Regions from separate parts of the Sus scrofa genome. Here region 2 is linked to region 1. The links are chromatin contacts, called in public Hi-C maps. All regions are on one chromosome and are shown on one strand. Each heading gives the region's core, a stretch centred on a gene start, on an enhancer-like site or on the middle of the called end of the contact. The rest is flanking DNA. Distances are from core to core; before and after follow the strand shown.

Region 1 (5,433 bases), core at 2,019-4,518:
CATAGAGGAGTTAATCAATCCAATTTACCTGTAGGGTAAGAGAGACCAGCCAGGAGGCTTCAATGAAATCCAAAGGAGAGTTTCCATCATAGCTCAGTGGATAATGAATCCTACTAGGAACCATGAGGTTCCATCCCTGGCCTCATTCAGTGGGTTAAGGATCCAGGGTTGCTGTGGCTGTGGCGTAGGCTGGCAGCTACAGCTCCGATTAGACCCCTGGTCTGGGAACCTCCATATGCTGAGGGTGTGTCCCTAAAAAGGCCAAAAAAAAAAAAAAAAAAGACAAAAAAAGAAACCCAAAGGAGGGACAGATGATGGCGATCTGGATTTAAGGGAGGCAACAGGGATCGAAAGAAGAGGAAATATTTGAAATAGGTTTTGGAGAATTAAAGGGATTTGCTGATGGATTGAAAGGAAGGGATAGAGAAGGAGGAATCAAGAGGAAGTTCCTGAGTGGCTGATAGTGCTGGATATTGAAATGGGAAAAACTAGAAGAGAAATAAGTTTGGGGTAAGGGAATGAAATATTCATTTTGTAGTTCATGATGTAATATATTATGTCTGTGATGGATATATGGGTCTGGAACTCAGAGGACAAACATATGGGCTGAAGACTGAAAGATAGCACTTACACTGAGAAAAGAAGGCGGCCCAGGACAGAAAGAAGATTGGCCGGAGAGGCAGGAGAAAAATCAAGAGGGACACCAGAAAGGACAGTATTTCGGGAAGCACAGAATCATCAGTTATGTCATATGCCACTAAGAGAAGAGAGATATGGCTGTACATCAGAGAAGGTGTACTTGAACTTGGCAGAGCAATTTTGGTGGCGTTGGGGACAGATGGAGAAGGGAAAGAAATGGAGGTAGCGTGTGCAGACAATTCTTTCGAGACATTATGGGGGGGTGGGGGAACAGCACAATGGCAGGGGACAGAGGAGGTGGGTTCAAGGGATTTATTTGAATAGAATGGTTGATGACACATGAGCGAGTTGTGCTGCTATTGGGAATGATCCAACAGAGAGATGAGTGATCCCAGAGAGGGGGACAGTGACTTACTGAGGGAAGGCCCCCAAAAAAGGGGGAAGTATGTGAGGTTGTGTGTAGATGCATGGCTCAGACCAGCCAAAAAGCTTACCGTTGCTACAGCATCACACCCAGGCCCAGGAGCTCCATGGCAGAGAAAACGTCCACACTGTTCCAAGGTGGCCACTGTTGCTTAGAAACTTGTGTTTCACAAGATGTTTCAGCTGAATTCCTAATTAATGTCCATTTCAACTTGTGCTAATAGTTCCTGTCACTGAGGTCCTGCCTCTGCTTTGTCACTCCCCTAAAGCCTGTTACTTCTTCTTTTTTTTTTTTTTTTTTTTTCTTTTCTTTTTAGGGCCACACCCTCAGCATGTGGAGGTTCCTAGGCTAGGGGTCTAACCCGAGATACAGCTGCTGGTCTACGCCACAGCCACAGCAACAAAGGATCCAAGCCGAGTCTGTGATCTACACCACAACTCATGGCCCCGCCCGATCCTTAACCCAGGGATTGAACCTGAAACCTCATGGTTCCTAATCGGATTCATTTCCACTGCACCACAACAGGAACTCCAAGCCTGGTATTTCTGTTTCTTTTGTTGCAAAGGCAGGAAGCTGGAAAGCTTAGGTTTCAACTTTCTTCTGCTGTTGATCATATGTGCATTGTGATGAAAAATAGTGTATCAGAAAGAGCTGGATTTAGAGACTCTCATTCTATTTTAAGGAGAGGTTGTCCAAAATTGTGGAATTTATATCTCTAGTTCAGGGCTCTCTGATGAGCTCCAACTGCCTTCTTGCCCTCTTGGGGACATCTCAGACCAAACAGAATTTTATTCTTTTATTTTATTTTGGGCTGCATCATGCTCATGGCATGTGAAAGTTCCTGAGCTAGGGATCAAAGCCACGCCACAGCAGTGACCTGAGCCACAGCTGTGACAACACCAGATCCTTAGCTTGCTAGGGAGCTAAGTCAAGCAGAATTCTTTTCTTTTCTTTTTTTTTTTTGGTTTTTTGTCTTTTTAGGGCCACACCCACAGCCTATGGAGGTTCCCAGGCTAGGGGTCTCATCAGAACTGTAGCCGCAGGCCTACGCCACAGCCACAGCAATGCCAGATCTGAGCTGTGTCTTTGACCTACACCACAGCTCACGGCAACACCAGATCCTTAACCCACTGAGTGAGGCCACGGATCGAACCCACAGCCTCAAGGTTCCTAGTCAGATTCGTTAACCACTGAGGCACAAAGGGAACTCCAAGAATTCTTAACTCCAAACTCATTCATTCCTTGTACAGTTTCTAACCACTACAGAATATGGTCCCACTGTCTACCTATCCAGAGTAGACAGGCACCTTTACCCAGAGTCACTCTGGATTCCTCCCTCTTCCAAACCTACTCCAAACAATTAATTACTGCCTCCAATATATTTCTCAAATTCTTCTACTTTTTTGCCAGCCTTCTAAGTCTGGCCTGATTCAAGCCACCATCATCCTTCCCCTGGATCAGTACAAGTGCCTTCTAACTTGTCTCCTTGCTGCTTCTCTCTCTCTCTCTCTCTGTTTTTGGCCTCACCGGTGGCATGAAGAAGTTCCTGGGCCAGAGATCAGACAAGCACTACAGCAGCAACCAGAGCCCAGCAGAAATAACTGCTGTATACTTAACTCCTTTCTTTCTCTTTCTCTCTTTCTTTTTCTTTCCTTCCTTCTTTTCTTTTTTCTTTTCAGGGCCCCAGGTGGGGCATATGGAAGTTCCCAGGCTAGGGGTCAAATCGGAGCTATAGCTGCTGGGCCAAGCCATCCCAGATCCAAGCCACGTCTGTGACCTACACCACAGCTCACAGCGACGCAGGATCCTTAAACCACTGAGCCAGGCCAGGGATAGAACCTGCATCGTCACTGATGCTAGTTGGGTTCCTAACCAGCTGAGCTACAACAGGAACTCTAAGCACCCTAAATTTCTAATCAGGGAGAGTGCGAAATTATTCCCAGCTCCTGAACAGTGCGTATCTTAGGTAGTCAATGATGTTTAATGAAGAATGGGGTCAGAATGATGTAAACAGCTCTACGTGGATAAAGGGTAACAGTCCCCGCAAGCCGCAGCAGGGCTAAGGCGGGGGGCTTTCCCCTTCGTTGTGGCAACGCCCGCTTCAGCACGCACCCACTAGGGAACTACAAGTCCCACAAGCGCCCGCTGCTTCCCCACCTCCAAGAGAGGCGGGCCGGGGGCTAGCGCGGAACCGGCTTTTCCTCTTTCCCGCAGCCTGATTGGCCCGAGGCTCTGAGAGGCGGCCAATGAGTGCGCTCGGGAAGAGCGGCCAGGCCAATATGGCTTCCTGCACCTGGTGACGGTCGAAGAAAGGGTGTTAGGTCTCATGGAGAAGCCCCGGGGCGTCGAGGTGAGAGGGAGCGGACGTCTCGTGCCTGGGGAAGGGAACCCCGGGAGCCTCACTCGGTGGACCCTTCCTCAGGCCTTTGAGCGACGCCTGGAGGGTGGAGGGCGGGAGGATGGATACACAGGTAGTGAGGCTGAGCGGGCCGGAGGCGATTGGCCGTGCTTTTTGCTCGCGCGCCGCTGGAGCCGAGGAGTTGAGGGAGGAGCAGCCCCTCTGGCCTAGGGGAAGGGGAGTGGGGTTCAGGATCTGAGCGCTCCAGCATCGTCTTCCTCCTCCTTGTCTCGTGGCGGTGGTCTTTCGTGATCGTGAGGGAGGCCTGTCACATTCCGATGGGAAGTAAAGGAAGATTAAAGTTTCATGAACAGTCCGTTTATTAAAGTTTAATAAACAGTCCGTGCCTGGAGCGTTCACGTGCATTATCTCTCCGATACTCAGCAGTCCTATGTTATTGTCTGGTTTGCATGGTTCGAGTGGCTGAGGCTTAGAGAGGTGATGAGCCTTCCCAGGAGAGTCACAGGGCTGTAAAGTGTAGATAGTCACTAAGTCTGCCAAGTTCCAAAACTCGACCTGTCTTATCTTTTCCACTGTACCACAACCTGTAACCCACTCATCCAGTAATCATTTGGCTCCTGGTCACCTTACATTTGAATTTGGTGACCTTTCTAGCATATTTGCATATGTAGGTTTGTTTTTGTTTTGTTTTTGTTTGTTTGTTGCTTTTGAGGGCTGAACCCACGACATATGGCCGTTTCCAGGCTAGGGGTTGAATCGGAGCTACAGCCGCCAGCCTATGCCACAGCCACAGCCACAGCAACGCCAAATCCGAGCTGAATCTGGGGCCTACACCACAACTCACCACAACGCCAGATCCTTAACCCTCTGAGGGAGGCCAGGGATCGAACCCACAACCTCATGGTTCCTGGTCGGATTGGTTTCCGCTGCGCCAGGAGGGGAACTCCTGTAGTTTTAAATATAAAGTGGAAGAGCTCAAAAACAATACAAGGGTCAAGGAGAATAACCATAAAGTGGAGAATAAAAGTTATAACTCAGTTTTGAACTTTCAGTAACTGCTGGAAACAGCTAGACTTGAGGCATCTTAGCAGTGTTCACAGCAGTCCTCTATAGAAGGTGTTGTTATTATATCCTTGGTACTGATGGAGAAACTAAGAGCAGTAGGTTAAATATCTTAACACAGAATCCCACAGGTGATAATAAGTGGGAGAACTTGGATTCAAACTCAGGCAAATCTGGTTTGAGAACCCATGCTTTTAACCAGTAATGACTGCCAACATTTATTGAGCACTTGCTGTGGGCAAGTCAATTTTCTGAGTGTCTTACCTATATTAACCCTTACTTCTCCCCCAAAGTCTGTGAAATAGGTGGAACTGCCCTCATTTACAGATGAGGAAGTCGAGGCACTGAGTTGGATCTGCTTCAGGCCATACAGCTAGAAAGCAGTAAGGATGGTATTGGATCCCTGGCCTAGAGCCCAAACTCCTCACACCTTTTCGACTACATGGCAGGTAGATTTATATATACATTATCTCATTTACATTCCTGTGAGCCAAATATTTTTCTTATTTTATAGATGAGAAAATTGAGGTGTCCCCACTGTGGCAAAGTGGATTAAGAATCTGACTGCAGGGAGTTCCCGTCGTGGCTCAGTGGTTAATGAATCCGACTAGGAACCATGAGGTTGCGGGTTCCATCCCTGGCCTTGCTTGTGGGTTAAGGATCTGGCGTTGCCCTGAGCTGTGGTGTAGGTTGCAGACACGTCTCGGATCCCGAGTTGCTGTGGCTCTGGTCTAGGCTGGCAGCTACAGCTCTGATTAGACCCCCAGCCTGGAACCTCCATATGCCGCAGGAGCGGCCCTAGAAAAGACAAAAAAAAAAAAAAAAAAAAAGAATCTGACTGCAGCAGCTCAGGTTGTTGCAGAGGCTCGGGTTTAACGCCTGGCCCAGCGCAGTGGGTTAAAGGGTCTGGTGTTGCCACAGCTTGCAGCATTAAGTCACAGCTGCGGCT
Region 2 (4,675 bases), core at 154-2,653, 120 kb before region 1:
GCCTGCTTTTCTACTGCAGTTGAGGTGAATGAGGCCTGAAATCACACAACAGCATTCATCCTTGGTGGGAACCTGAGTTGCTTCGTTAAGATTTTCACTCCTAGGCTCTTAAAAGTTATTCTCCTATTCATTTAAAATTCAATAAACAAGTAGTTCAATTCTGGGGAGAGGGGGAGGCAATAAACAACAACAAAAAACAAAGTAAACTCGACAATAGGCAAACATCAACTAAGGAGCATGAGACTTGAAATACGCTTTAAAAGTTTTTAACTATCTCCATTGATACTACTGATAGAAGTTTCTTTAGGGAGACCTTGCCACTTCGAGTACCAATTTACCCAAGGCCAAACACGGAGGAATCCTGTAACGTGTAGGAATGCGAAAGAATGCTGGTGAGGCCCTCCTTTGCACAACAGTTGTCACACATACATTTTATTTATATTCAAGCATTTTCCTCCATCATTACTTCTTTTTCTGCTTTTTTCCCTCCTTACATTACCTTAAGCACAGTATGTTTCTGCTTCTTTCCCCATACATTATCTTTAAGGCACTGCCTAAACGTGTTTGTTGTTGTTTCAAGCTGGTTTTTGAGAGTGGGTTAAAAGAAACACCCTAAAATGTCTTCAGGTCCAGGACGTGTTCAGAAAATAATTCAAGGCTCCTTTGGTTAGAGTGCTACCTGGTAGGGGCGTGTGTCCACGTGGTGAGCAAGAAATAATTTGGATCTGGTCTTAAAACATCTTCTCGCTGCTGTGATTTTTGTTTCCTGATTATCAAAATAATGTATGTTCACTGGCAAAAAAAACTGGAAAGTTAGGGGGAAAAGGAAACAACAACTCGTAATCGGCGTGGTTTTTGGATATGAGCTTTTCCATTTGGTTAAGAGATGGAGAAGAACGCACTGTCTCTGGCCCGGAATATCGAGCGGCAGGGTATCCTCTGCCTGCTAAATTCAACGGGGTTCGGAAGACCAGTCAGCTAAGGGCCCGGGGCGCAGGGCCATCCCCACGGCGCTCCTATTCCGCCACCTGTGCGGTGACTTGGCGCCTTCCCGGCGTAACTGCTGGGCTCCGTCACCCCCGGTTCCCACCGGGCTCCTACGCAGAGACCCAGCCCAGGCACCTTCCCTGGTAAGTGTCCACCGACTGAAAATAGATCCCAAGTCTGCCCCTGACCCCCCCCCCCTCAAACCTCCCCTTTAAAGGGAGCCACCGGGTGACGCCGGGGGAGTTTGCGGAAGCGCCAACCGCGTTGGGGCCTTGGGCGGATCCCGTGATTGGAGCCGGCCCCGCCCCCGGATCCTCTTCCCCCATTGTGTGAGCCGCTAGGCCCGAGGCCCCGCCCCCTGCCACCTCCCTCCGGAGGCCCAACCCCTCCCCTTTTTTTCACCCCCCCCTTTGGCTCATTTCCGGCCGCCGCTGCTACCGCTAGCCTGTAAGGAGGATTCGGCAGAGGGAAGAAACAACAGCCGCCATCTTGTTTGTGTGCTAGGCTGGGGGGGAGAGAGGGCGAGAGGGAGCGGGCGAGAGTGGGCAAGCGGGACGCCGGGCTGAGTGCGAACTGCGAGAGCGAGAGTACGGAGGGGAGCCGGGCCGGAGAGAGGCGGCAGGGGCCGAGACAGTGGCAGGGGGCCCGGGGCGCACGGGCTGAGGCGACCCCCAGCCCCTCCCGCCCGCACACACCCCCACCGCGGCCCGGGAGCCGGGCCGGCGTCGACGCCTAGGGGGGACCATTACATAACCCCGCGCCCCGCGGCGCCTTCGCCCGCCGCCGAGGGCGGCCCCGAGCGGAGCCCCGGGGGCGGGCGCTCCCGGCACCTGGTCGCCGGGGGTGGGGGCCGTAGCGGCGGCCGTATTTATTTATTTTCCGCGGGAGGGAAGAGCGAAAGAGGAGAGCGCGGCGCGAGGGGAAGCCGCCTGCGCCGCCCGCCAGAGCGGGGCCTCCTCGGTGGGCTTGGTGTCGGCGCGGGCGGCGCGGCTCGGCCCGGCCCCCTTGGCCCTCTGGGTCGGCGAGCTCCGGGCCCGGCGTCCTCGCCGCGCCTCCGCCGCCCGCCGCGCGATGTGAGGCGGCGGCGCCAGCCTGGCTCTCGGTTCGGGCGAGCTCTCTGCGGCCATTAGGGGCCGGTGCGGCGGCGGCGCGGAGCGCGGCGGCAGGAGGAGGGTTCGGAGGGTGGGGGCTCAGGTCCGGGAGGGGGCACCGGGAGGAGGTGAGTGTCTCTCGTCGCCTCCTCCTCTCCCCCCTTTTCGCCCCCGCCTCCTTGTGGCGATGAGAAGGAGGAGGACAGCGCCGAGGAGGAAGAAGCTGATGGCGGCGGCGGAGCTCCGAGAGACCTCGGCTGGGCAGGGGCCGGCCGTGGCGGGCCGGGGACTGCGCCTCTAGAGTCGCGAGTTCTCGGGAATTCGCCGCAGCGGACGCGCTCGGCGCATTTGTGTGCCTGTGCCCTCCTCCGGGCCTGGGCCCAGGCCCGGCCCCTCGCGCTCGCCCCTACCTTTTCTATCGAGTCCGCATCCCTCTTCAGCCACCGCGATCCGGCGAAGAGAAAAAGGAACTTCCCCCACCCCCTTCGGGGGCCGGCGGAGTCCCCCAAGCCCACCCCAGGGATCCGGGCGGGGACCCCGGGCTGAAGAAGAGATTTCCCGAGGATTCTCGTTTTCCTCGCCTGTATCTCCGAAAGAATTAAAAATGGCCGAGAATGTGGTGGAACCGGGGCCGCCTTCAGCCAAGCGGCCTAAACTCTCATCTCCGGCCCTCTCGGCGTCCGCCAGCGATGGCACAGGTTAGTCTTGGGAGCCCAGGCCTCCCACCTCCTCCTTGATCTTTTCTGCTCGCTGCACCTTTATTCGTCCATGTTTTCTTCCTCTCTTCCTACTTCTTTGCCTCTTGATTAATTTTAAAGGTGTTTGAATGAGCTGGTCGAAGGCGTCCAGTAGCCCAACCATTTTCTTTGCTTCCTAAAACATTCATTGCAACACTATGTCATATCGATGTGTGTTCTGGAATTAGAGCTCCTGAGTGGTGCTGTAGAAATGGCCTTTATTGTTGCTCCCATACAGTTTAATTTTGGAATTGCCAGTGCGTTTACATGTAAGGGTTTTTTATGCAGTTTGACTTTTAATTTCTTTTGTTGTTGTTGGTATATGAGAAATTGTCAATCTTTTCTTCTTAATCTCACTTGTCCTGTTTCCTTTCTACTCTTCAAGAATTTCTCTTTGCATAAGATTTTCTGTTGAGAATGGGTGTGTAAAAAGTCTTGGTTTTAATTATTTGTGTGTATGCGATCCAGGATTTTAAGTTTGACGTGAAGTTAAACGTCAAACCTGAAATTTAGCGTGAATTACTTTGCCTGCCATTGCTAGCTTTTTTTGCTTCCACTCCTTATTTGCTTTAAAAATCAATATGGAGCGCAGTTCATTTTATTTCTCTTATTTCTTTGGTGTAAGATCGAAATGTCTGAAATTCTGGGGTTTTGGGTTGGAAGAGAGTAGAGGCATTTTCTTTGCAGTTTGTAGTTACTTTCTCTTTGGGGAAGATTGAGGGGCATAACTGATTTTATGGAGTTATGTACTTGGCAATCAAGATTAGCAGTGAAAGAGCACCAATCATGAACTGCAAACATGAATTGATCACACAAAAGTTCAAAATGTACATTAAGTACGTTTCCTGTATGTGTATTCTTTTTACACTTTAAACATATATGGAGATTCAGATAACAGTTTAAAAGAGCTCTTCAAATTTTTTACTTGGTTGTGGACTGGCCCTTTGGTCAAGGAAGACTTCCATCTATTCCCTTGCGATTAGTTTGGTGCTATCCTGATGGCCACAGGCCTTCGCTTTTGCTCTCATAGTTGTTGGAGGTGCCAGGATAATGAAGACTAAGAATGGCTGACCATCTGACAGTCTACACGCTGTTCCCCTTACTACGGAGCATCTCTTTAACTCCCTGAGAGCAGGCTCAACGTCATCCCTCCATCTGCTATGGAGGGTGCATAATGGAGTTAAATGTACCCTTCGAGTTTGTAGAGAACTTGTAAAAGCATAGTTCTAAGTAGGCTTCATTTCTTAGAACTATGCTTGGGTGAAAATGTGAGGATATGGCAAATACTCTGGATTCTTTGGTTTTAGGAGAAAGTTGTATCATGAGCCTGAGGTAACCTGCAGTGGGACTTTTGCAGAGTCCGTCCACATTAGGCTTCTAGCATTGGCAATACATGAACTTTGATCTGTCTTCATTCCTTGCAGTGTCTGTAGTCTTGAGAAACTTTTTTTTAACCTGTTTTTTCTCGGAATTCTTACACATATTGAGTATGGTATTACTTTGCACTTAGTAAAATGCACTTAACTAAATGCAGAAGGATATTTAGATCATGTTTAGACGTGTTTTTCACCTGTAGGTTTTTGGTGGGTTTTAGTTTTTGTGTACTGTGGTAGTTGTTGCCTTTTTTTTTTTTTTTTTTTTTGGTAATGTGGTATTGGATTTTACATTTGAGTTAGCTGGTGACTTGGGGTATTGTAGAGAATTCTTGTTAGATACATTATTTGATGACTCCTGATTTGAGCAGCTTTGTCTTGAAGTAGTACAAGTCCTGAGAGGGAAGCTGTGCTCGGTTGGGACTGTTCAGGTGCACTACTGCATTCTCCATATTTGATATGTGTACTTGGTAACTTTAGCTAATTC

The links. Hi-C and Micro-C count contacts between places; a contact is called where the count stands out from the background.
Region 2: a Hi-C map of liver shows a contact between it and region 1, with 2.8 times the contacts expected there. The contact joins the promoter of EP300 here to the promoter of L3MBTL2 in region 1. A contact is called at or near these places in 2 of 47 Hi-C or Micro-C datasets (heart right ventricle and liver) and 1 of 2 datasets of contacts at active chromatin or transcription factors (alveolar macrophages).

Annotation. Positions count from the first base shown.
Region 1 is chr5:7,275,468-7,280,900 of Sscrofa11.1, reverse strand. L3MBTL2 (lethal(3)malignant brain tumor-like protein 2) reads left to right here and starts at 3,268. Exons shown (of 17, transcript XM_021091462.1): 1 at 3,268-3,413. The coding sequence starts at 3,390. LOC110260636 (a long non-coding RNA gene) reads right to left here and starts at 1,347. Exons shown (of 3, transcript XR_002343887.1): 1 at 1,134-1,347.
Region 2 is chr5:7,391,243-7,395,917 of Sscrofa11.1, reverse strand. EP300 (histone acetyltransferase p300) reads left to right here and starts at 1,403. Exons shown (of 32, transcript XM_001929213.5): 1 at 1,403-2,776. The coding sequence starts at 2,683.